2 separate regions of the Xenopus tropicalis genome follow, and region 1 is linked to region 2. A link is a contact called in public Hi-C data. All regions are on one chromosome and are shown on one strand. Each heading gives the region's core, a stretch centred on a gene start, on an enhancer-like site or on the middle of the called end of the contact. The rest is flanking DNA. Distances are from core to core; before and after follow the strand shown. Region 1 holds the start of meis1 (homeobox protein Meis1). Region 2 overlaps meis1 (homeobox protein Meis1).

The links. A called contact is a pair of places that touch in the nucleus more often than the background predicts.
Region 1: a Hi-C map of neurula embryo shows a contact between it and region 2, with 2.2 times the contacts expected there. The contact joins the promoter of meis1 here to the enhancer-like site in region 2. A contact is called at or near these places in 2 of 5 Hi-C or Micro-C datasets (neurula embryo and tailbud embryo).

What each region holds. Positions count from the first base shown.
Region 1 is chr5:31,392,836-31,397,595 of UCB_Xtro_10.0, reverse strand. meis1 (homeobox protein Meis1) reads left to right here and starts at 2,034. Exons shown (of 12, transcript XM_002931746.5): 1 at 2,034-2,879. The coding sequence starts at 2,868.
Region 2 is chr5:31,340,191-31,344,894 of UCB_Xtro_10.0, reverse strand. All of the region lies in intron 7 of meis1 (homeobox protein Meis1), which reads left to right. Among named protein-coding and RNA genes, the nearest start is that of meis1, 53 kb to the left of the region's middle. Within about 2 kb of position 2,879, at least 1 of the 11 cell types and tissues checked has an H3K27ac peak or open chromatin away from gene starts, as enhancers often do. A contact at or near this core is called in neurula embryo, where this site is marked.

The DNA.
Region 1 (4,760 bases), core at 785-3,284, 54 kb before region 2:
ATCAATCTATCTATCATCTATCTATCTATCTATCTATCTATCTATCATCTATCTATCATCAATCTATCTATCTATCTGTCTGTCTATATATCTATCTATCTATCTATCTGTTTGGCTATATTTTTATTTCTTGCTTGCTTTGTTAATATATTTAGACGTCAATAATGTTTCTGTACTTTTTTCAGGTTGTCTGTCTACTCCCTCTTTCTCACAATCTAACATTCTATCTTTATTACGCTATTATATTTTCAGTTTCTCTGTTTATATATATATATATATATACAGTCATCAATATATCAGTAGTATATATAAAACAGTCATCAATATATCAGTAGTTTATATCAGATGTTTCTGTCTTTTTTATTTTTTTTCTGGTTGTTTGGTTGGTATCTATCTATCTATCTATCTATCTATCTATCTATCTATCTATCATCTATCTATCTATCTATCTATCTATCTATCTATCATCTATATATCTATCTATCTATCTATCTATCTATCTATCTATCTATCTATCTATCATCTTCCTATATCATCTATCTATCTACCTATCTATCTCTACCCTGTCTAATCTCTGTTTATATATTTAAAGGTCATACTCATACAGTTGTTCTGTCTTCTACAGTTTTTTTGTGGTTTTCAGTCATCTATCAACTGCCTCTATCATATATTTATGTCATCTGTTTTACGAGTCTTTTTCTGCTTCCATATTTAGACATTAATATATCAACAGTTTATGTATTTTATCTTTTCTTTGCTTTCTTTTCCATCTGTTCGTCTACTTTTTATCTGCCTGTGCCCAGCCACCCGCTCTCGTTTGCCACAAGGTAGGCCCCTTGCTGAGGGAGTGCAGGGCTAGGGCTATGCCAGTGTTTAGTTGACGGAGCGCCTTTCCTATGGTTACAGACGAGCCACACAGCGCTTTCCGAGCCGCACAACTCCGCTTTCTCCCTACTGGAGTCTTAGCTCTCCGTGCAGATCTCAGCGCCCCGCTGATCGATTATTTGATAATTGATTTACCTTCTAACCAATACATGGGCAGGCTTTGAACTGCCGGAATCTGATTGGACAAGAGCTCTCTCTCCTGCTGCCTACTGAGATTTGGGCTAGTTCATTCTGCTGTATTCGGAGGGGAGTTCGATCTATACTTGCTGTATCTTCAAGGGGGCTGTGGTAAAACTCTATAAATCCCGGCGCAGCTGGAAGGCGACAGAGCCCAGAGTCGCACATAGAGAGCGATCCCTTCTCGGGCAGAAATGAAAGAAAAGTTTGTTTGTGTGCTGTATTAGCTACAATGTCCATAGCGATTAAACCCAATGAATACAACGTCGCTACAAATTAGAAGCTAAAGCGAATTGCACGATTATTGTCTTTATGAATTGTTATTTAAGAAAGCAGACGACTGCATTTATTTGTAAATCCCACATGCGAGTTGACACATTATCGGGGGCCCTACCAGTGCAAAGCAACAGTGTCCCCGTCAGGGGGGGGGGGGGGGGTGACATTAGGGCTATGCGACCTGCTGCTCCCGGCGTACTACAACTCCCAGGTATCCCTGAAAGCCGGAAAGTGCGGAGAGTTGCAGTACAACTGCTTGTACCTATGTTTCGCCCAAGCTTGCCTGTAAAGTTGGCCCTAGCCTAAAACTGCCCGCACTTCAGGGTATTCCCATACATCTATAATACTAGGGATTCCCAGCTCCTGCTGAACTACAACTCTCACATCCCACTAGAGTCAGGAGAATAGCAAAGGATAGTGGGATATATAGGAACACACATAAAGGGTTCCACTCGCCCTTAGAGTAGTGGGGTCCCCCTTAGAGTAGTGGGGTCCCCCTGTGTGCAAGGCCGGACCCCGGGATCCCAGTCAGAGTACAGCAGCGGGGGAAGCGCCATGTGACATGCCGATGAAGTCCCGCAGAGTGCGGCCGGGGATGTGCCGACATTACACGGGCAGACATTACACGGGAGAGGCGGCTGCTGCTCTCTTTCCCTGCCGCGGCAGAGCCCTGTGATTGTTATGATTGGGAGTATGTGCTCTTGTTTCTCCTGCTTGGGATTATCCTCCCCGTTTCCACACCCCCCTCCCCACACAGGCGAGTTGCTGCAGCCCATTGCATTGTGTAAGACGCGACCTGTTATGGCCACCACTACTTCCGGGTTCCAGCATTCTGGTCCAGACCCAGCAGCTCTCCGCCTGGGCTACACGCACACTCCATGCACAGCGAGTCTGGCAGCAGCAGCAGCGGCAGCAGCAGCACCGGGGCTCCTTTAAATCCGACTGAGACGTTTCCTCTGCCTCCCCCTTTCCCCAGCAGCAGCGGCAGCAGCACTGAGAGTCGCACGGAGAGAGCTGATCTGTTCGGGGCTGCCTGCCCGGGAGAAGGCACTAGGAGCCCCGATCTCCCTCAGTTCTGTACCTGGACACTACATTTTCCGGGGGTTCTGTCCGGATCATCATTCATTCAGCACCTTGACAAGCTCGCCCGGTGATTGACAGCTGCGGTGGCACAAAGCCATGAGACTTGCCCTTAGCTGCCTGCCAGGGGCACTTTCCTACTGAATCTTGTTGGGGGGGGGAAATATTTGCCTTTATTTTTTTTTATTTTTTCACTCCCTGATCTTTGGGGGGAAAAGAAGCAGTTGCGTTTGATGCCGAATTATCATGTTGTTAATTCAATGAGCGCCGTCCGACCGGAGACTTGGCTTCACTTCTCACCGCATTGGAAACTTTAAAGGGAATTTTTTTTACTGTTTTTTTTTTTTCTTTTTTCACTTTTTTTGTGGAGTTGCGTAATTGATTCTGTTCCACACTGGCCTTAAATAGGATATATCTGAAGTTGAAGTAGGAAGGAGTTAGGAAGGCCGATGGCTCAAAGGGTATGTATATTAATAAGCATGTGTGGGACTCCCAAGCTTCCCTGCTGGGCCCTGTAACAGGGGGCCCCTACTCTCTCTCTCTGGCTAAACTTACTCTCCATTCTGCAGGGAGATTTAGTGGGAAGGGAGCAGCACATACAGATCAGCTATACAGAAGTGTGTGTGTTATTGTGTATGTGTGAGTGTGACTGACCTAAACACATTTATGGTACACGTTTGTTTTATGTGCTTAATTGTGTCACTTTTGTAACTTGGGCAAATCACTGCAGTCACTTGTGTATAACTGTTGGGTCATGTATGTGTGTGTAAGTAAATTAGAAAAATGATGGCATTTACCATGTGTGTGTTTTATCACTGTGTCTTTGTATATCTGTATATATTATGCATTATCACACACACACACATATATATATATATAGTACATGTCATAATATTTTTAATTTCTATTTTTTTTTTTAAATATACCTCTACACATATATATTGTGAGAGTGCAGACGTGAGTGAGCCCAAGCATTCCCCTAATGTATTGGTGCAGACAGCTAGCAGCCCCAGACAATACGGAGTTTTTAAGAAGTGTTTGTGTTTGTGCATCAGGCTTAGTGGCAGTGTTAAAGGTCTAATCTCTCTTTAGGATCTGACACTTCAATGAAGTTGTGTTCCAAATACACAAGTAATCTTAATTGCTGCCACTTATTCTGAATCTGTGCTCATAATCAGTAGCGTTGCAATAATTAAAAGTCATTAAACTTTGCATAATCTGAGTGCAGCGCCATAATGAGCAATCTGTAAGGGGAAAGCTGCAAAGGCTGACACTTCACTTCCAAACAAGTGTCACTGCTTGACTGAACTCTTATTTACTAATGCCTGCAGCTCCAGGCAGCTTCTTTATTTCCGATAGAATGGAAAACGTTCTCCCTGATAGCAAGTCATGATCTTTATTTATTTGTTAGTATTTACTAATCGCACAAATCGCATAAGTAACCAGTAATATGACAAGCTAGAACCAGATCCTTTCTGTGATAGTGACTTTCCTGGGACTTGTGAGATTTGTCTAAACTTTCTGCCCTCACCCAGGCTTTGATTGTGTTTAGTGTTATCCCCACACTGTAGTTCTACACAGCAATTTCAGTGCCCTGATGCTTTTACATTTTTTATTTTAATTTTAAAATTGTATTAGCAGTCATATGCAGATATAATATATGTTTAACACAGATTTATGTATTTATAGAAAGATATATTTGTATATACATACATTCAGACATAAGTACACACACATATATATATATATATTGATATACAAAGATAAGAAATATTTATATATATATATAGGCAGACTAAAGTGTTAGCGTTTTATAAAAATACAAATGAAAAGTAAATACATGTAAATGCATTATATATACATAAGTGTATATAACTATATATATATATATATATTTACATATACTGTATATTTGTTTTAGATAATTAATAGTGTACAATGGGCTTGTTGAGTGCAGTAATTAGCCTGAAATTCAGCATTTGCCCAGTTTGTTTGTAGCCCAGATAGCAGCCAGAGGAAGCCACATGCTAAATTCACATGCCTCTTATAATTGCCCTCATTGAAACATTTTGGCATATGGTTATTGAATTAAGCAAACGCTTTCAGCTTGATTTCCCAACTGTCACATCTAAAATATTGTCAGTTCTTCTGATTTCCATTGGTTTTTTCCATCTGATCAGTGGCAAGGAATGGCTAATGAAATAAAATGCTAATTCTCCAAGCCGATCCGAATGAGTGTTGGGAATGAAATGATCCAGAGAGGAGTAGGATGGGAGCTGCAGGAAGGCCCCAGCAGCAGAGGCCGGCGGCTCTGTCAGGAGAGCAGCTGCTCATGGTTTTTT
Region 2 (4,704 bases), core at 1,630-4,129:
ACATGGTATTTGGTGAGCATATTTTTACTTTTGGCTCCTCACTATATTGTATTGAGGAGATAGTTGTATGTCTTAAATTACATTTTTACTGTAAGATGGACAGAATAAAATCTGCCAGATGTAGGGGGATAGAGCTCCATGTAAATATTTATTGTAGGCAGATATTTAAATTACAAAAACATATTCTTCTCGGTGCCTGTGGGTAAAGGCCAATATACATTTTTTTTCCCGAGGTCTGGCTCGAAATAAAGATAATCTAGTGGACTGCGTGGCGCTGGGGGGATGCTGTTTGAACAGCCCTGTTGTAGTGTATCATATTCCTATGTTCACAAGACTGGGACTCTGTTTCCTTTAATTAAAATAGCTCTGTGTCTGTTATGTTGAAAGCCTTCTTTATAAGGAAAACATTTTTGTAAACAGGTAGAGACCTTTTTGACCTATTGTGTTAAGTTTACTTGATCTAGAGTCAACATCTGAAAGGAAGGGAATTCGGTGGGAGATACTGCCAGAATGAGAAGGGAGAGCCCAATCACCACAAATATGTTGGGCTGTTTTCTTAACCATTGTTCCTTATCAGCAACTGATTAAATGTTAAATGTGGAAGAGACATGGAAAAAGGCATGTTGTGTGTGACGTGTTTCCTCTGCAACATTTCAGTTTCAGAATTGGTTCAAATAGCCGACCAAAAGATATTGTATGTTACTTCTTATAACAAGACATGCACCTACATCATTGTGATTAATTTACCTTTTTTGTTCATATCTGATATTTGATGCTTCCATGTGTATGTATATATGTGACTTATATGTGCCTTCTTTGATACTTAAGGCCTAATTTAAGAGGAGGGTCATTCATTTTCCATGATTAAAATCCTTGAAAGCCTTTACACTCTATGACAGTACTGTCCATTTGGCCTTGGGACATTTGGTTTATAGGATATTAGGCCTAATTTATCCATAACCTTATGACACATGAGGCTTTTTATATTACCCCTAACAATAACTAATTGCATAAAGAATCTATTACATAACATACCCTAATTTTACCATCCATTCCATCAGTGGTAAGTAATTCACCCTTATGAATTGTCTCATGGATGGTTAATCATAATGCTGCATGGACACCCCAGCTCTATAATAAGCTTATGTAGGACATACGAATAGCTGTAGGAGGCCTGTAAATTTCCCTGTAGTCAGTTGGATTAACACTTGTTTATTTTATGTATTGAAAGAAATTAAACGTATATTCCCTCTTCGAGAAATAACTTGAAAAAATAGGAGAGAGAAGAAAAAAAGGATCTGTTCCCAGTCGAGTCTATTATATTTTCAAGCAACACTTAAAGCCACTGTTTATATAGTCATACATGCTTTATTGAGCCTTTGCAGCTGTGCATGTCCCAAAGCATTTTGCCCCCCAACAAAGTGGCCCCTTTCTCCATGGTGAAAACAACTGTACACCACTTATCTCTTTAACACATTACTCTTTACTAGTATTAAGCTCTTTTTTACAATCCCTTATAAAAATGCCCTCAGCATGTTAATGGGCCTCGAGGGAATTTTCCTGGCCTGGCACTCTCCTTACGAGCCTTAAACCTTGAGCTCACCCTGTCTCCTAAAACTCCTGGCTCCGCTGCTCCTTTTTCTTTCAACTTTGTCACATTCACTGATTTTCTTTTATTCATGTGGCATAAAGTTAAATCACATCCTTATTATCCAGAGAAATGTGCACATATTTTATGTGATGCCTAGGAAGGTCTTATGTAAACTGCAGCTGGAAACGCTGAATCTGTCACATTGACACCATTACTTTTCTTTTTATTTATTAAATAAAACACCGGCATTTTTCACAGCACTACAGGGAGGAGGTGACTGGTACTTGCCAGCTGACATATAAACAATGCCCCATTGATGGGATATGTGCAATTCATGGGAACTACAACTCCCAGAATGCCTCCTACACAATTTAAACTGAAGGGGCCACTGGTTCCATTTGCCATTGTCATAATTTTCCAACATTCCACATTCCAACTAATATATTTATTTAGGTTCATAACAAGACTTTGTTGCCATTAATGTTCCCAGTGTGCATCATTATACTTATCAAATAATTTTCTGTCTTTTTTAAACATGCTGTCTTTTGGTGACCACAATAGCTTGCCCACCAGAGGCCACTGTTTCACTGGAGACTATGAACAGGGTTGCTAACTTTTCTGGAAAAAAATTACCTGCCTTTGTGTATTTGTTCATTTTACCCTATTAATAACATTGGCATCAGCATCATTTTTACTGTCCAGGCTGGCAAAGTATCAGCCAGGTGGCAACCTTAACTATGAATGAAATGGAAATGATCGTTTACATGAGGGAAAAGTGCATGACAGCTTTCATATAATTATTACAAATATTTTTTTACAACTTGGCTCTTTGGGAAAATTTACAGAAAACTAAAGAGAATGTGATATTTCTTATAAAGGAGGAAATATTTGCCTTTCAAATATCCAGAGGAATTGCACTACAGAACAGTGATTGCAATTCAGTAGGACTACCAAAGAAAACTACAGATACCAGAAAACATTGCACCATTGCAATAGTCAAGACCTTAAAAAAGCAAAATCATATACCATTCACCATAGATAGATTTAAATAATCTCCTTGACCTACATGCTTCTTAAGAGTGGTACGGAAAATGCTGGGAACAGACTCTCGACCTGGAATTTTTTTTCTAAGCATTTATTGTCTTTTTTTATTTCTAAATGCCATTAGTGACTGTGGGAAGGAAGATTGTATGAGGAGGGAGATCTGACCTGCATGAGAGGCAAGCGAGGGACCCCTGCTGACATGGGCAGTTTGACCTATTGAATGGCCTGAATGCTATAAATGCTGCTTTATCCTCTCTTGAAAGAAACAAGATAGCATGGCCTAAATGCCTGGGTGTACTTAAATAGGCAACTATAGGACGTTTGATTTGAGTGTGTTTGAAATCTGAGCCTCTTGACAGCAAGGGAGGTGGCACAGGTCACCTGCATTACTCTGTGGGGACAGACTGGGGTCTCATAAGAAATTGTCCGTACTGAAATTTAAGTACAAATTCCCTTCTTCCGTGTCTGGCCTGTTGCACAAGATCACGGCCTATGAAATTTTTTGCATAAACAATTTTTAAATATTATTTGAAAGAGGGACTTGCTTGCCGTGAAAGACTTGACAGTTTGACACGGACAGGAAGGGCTGGGAGCTGGACTGGGGGAGCACGGCTCTCCTTATGCTAGTTAGAGGCCGGGTGTTTTTTAAATAGTGTCTCGTTGCTGTGCAGAGCTCTTGTGCTCCGAGCGATTTGACAGGCAATGAGTCTGCTTCAGTGATACCAAATCCTTTTAGACTAATTTGCGAGAGCAGAAAAACAGCTAGCACCTCTGGATGCCATGTTCAAAAACAAAAAAATCAGGTATTGCCAATTAAAGTGCTATTTCAAACAATCATATCAAAACAAATTACGTTTAGCTCCTCTGATAATGTCATGCAGCGCCTAAAGTGAAAGCAAGTGAGACTTTCTATTCTGCTAGGAGATCTGAGTGCAGCAGACTCATCAGGGACCCAGACAAAGGTAGTGTGAACCAGGTCTGCGCATTGTAATATTGCATATGTGCAACACAAATGCAAAATTGGGCATATTCTACCCAGAATAGCCAAAGGCCATTTTAAGAGCCTCTGGCCTCTCAGTCAGCGGCCTACTAGTTAATTGCCACACTGACTTCATGACACATGGGCAGATGATATGACATTTTCAGTTTCTGTCACTAGCAAACGCCACAACGTGGCCTGCACTAGTTGCTAAGAAGCTGTCAGAAACCATTAGCAGTTGGCCAAAGTTGCCCTATGGCATTTCCTCATGGCATCAGCAAAACGAGCATAAATCACCCAGCGGAGCCTACTGCTATACTAATGAGGCTGTAAGCTTGTTTATGGACTAGCATCATTTTTATGATTATTTCCACCTTTTCAGCTTGCCTTCATAATTTGCCTTCGTTTGGCAGCAGGAGAAGTCAAATCTGGGGGATGAAGTCACTCCTCTGACATTCGGCAAATGTTCTTTCTAGCTGCGACCATGTGCTTAATCATTGGACCTTTAGGGTTATTGTAGGGAGCTTTTGTACACATCACAGAGAGGGTGTACGGAAACAAAAGATTCCTTATTTTGCTTTTTGCAAATCCAATTTCAGCATGGAAAGTCAGGGCTTAATAACGTACTGAGAAAACGCACCATTGTCAAAACATCTCCGGACAAAATTACCCTCCTTTCTGTTTGCTTTTTCTTTTCTCTGTTTCTCTAACTCATGTCGGACAGGACTATGGTTTATTGTTTTAGGCTTTTCTGAACACGCATCAGTATTTACGCTGAATTCAAGGCATTTGCTTCCAATGAAAATCTTGTCTTAGATTACAGCTCAGCAGTGTCATTTCCCTCCCAGATGGGAGTAAAGTAGCTGTATTTGCCTAAAAACAGTAGGAAGAACAAACTGCATTAAGCCTGGACTGTTTTTGGCTTGACCTAATGATGTAACAGAAACCTTTTTATTTGGGATAGGTCATTGCCAGGGATTGAAGGAGGGGATCTGGCTCTTGCTTGAAAGGTTTCTTCATTGTATTTACATAAGTCTTCACTTACAAAAATTCAACTCCTAATGCTTCTGCTTTCATAGAACAGAAACAA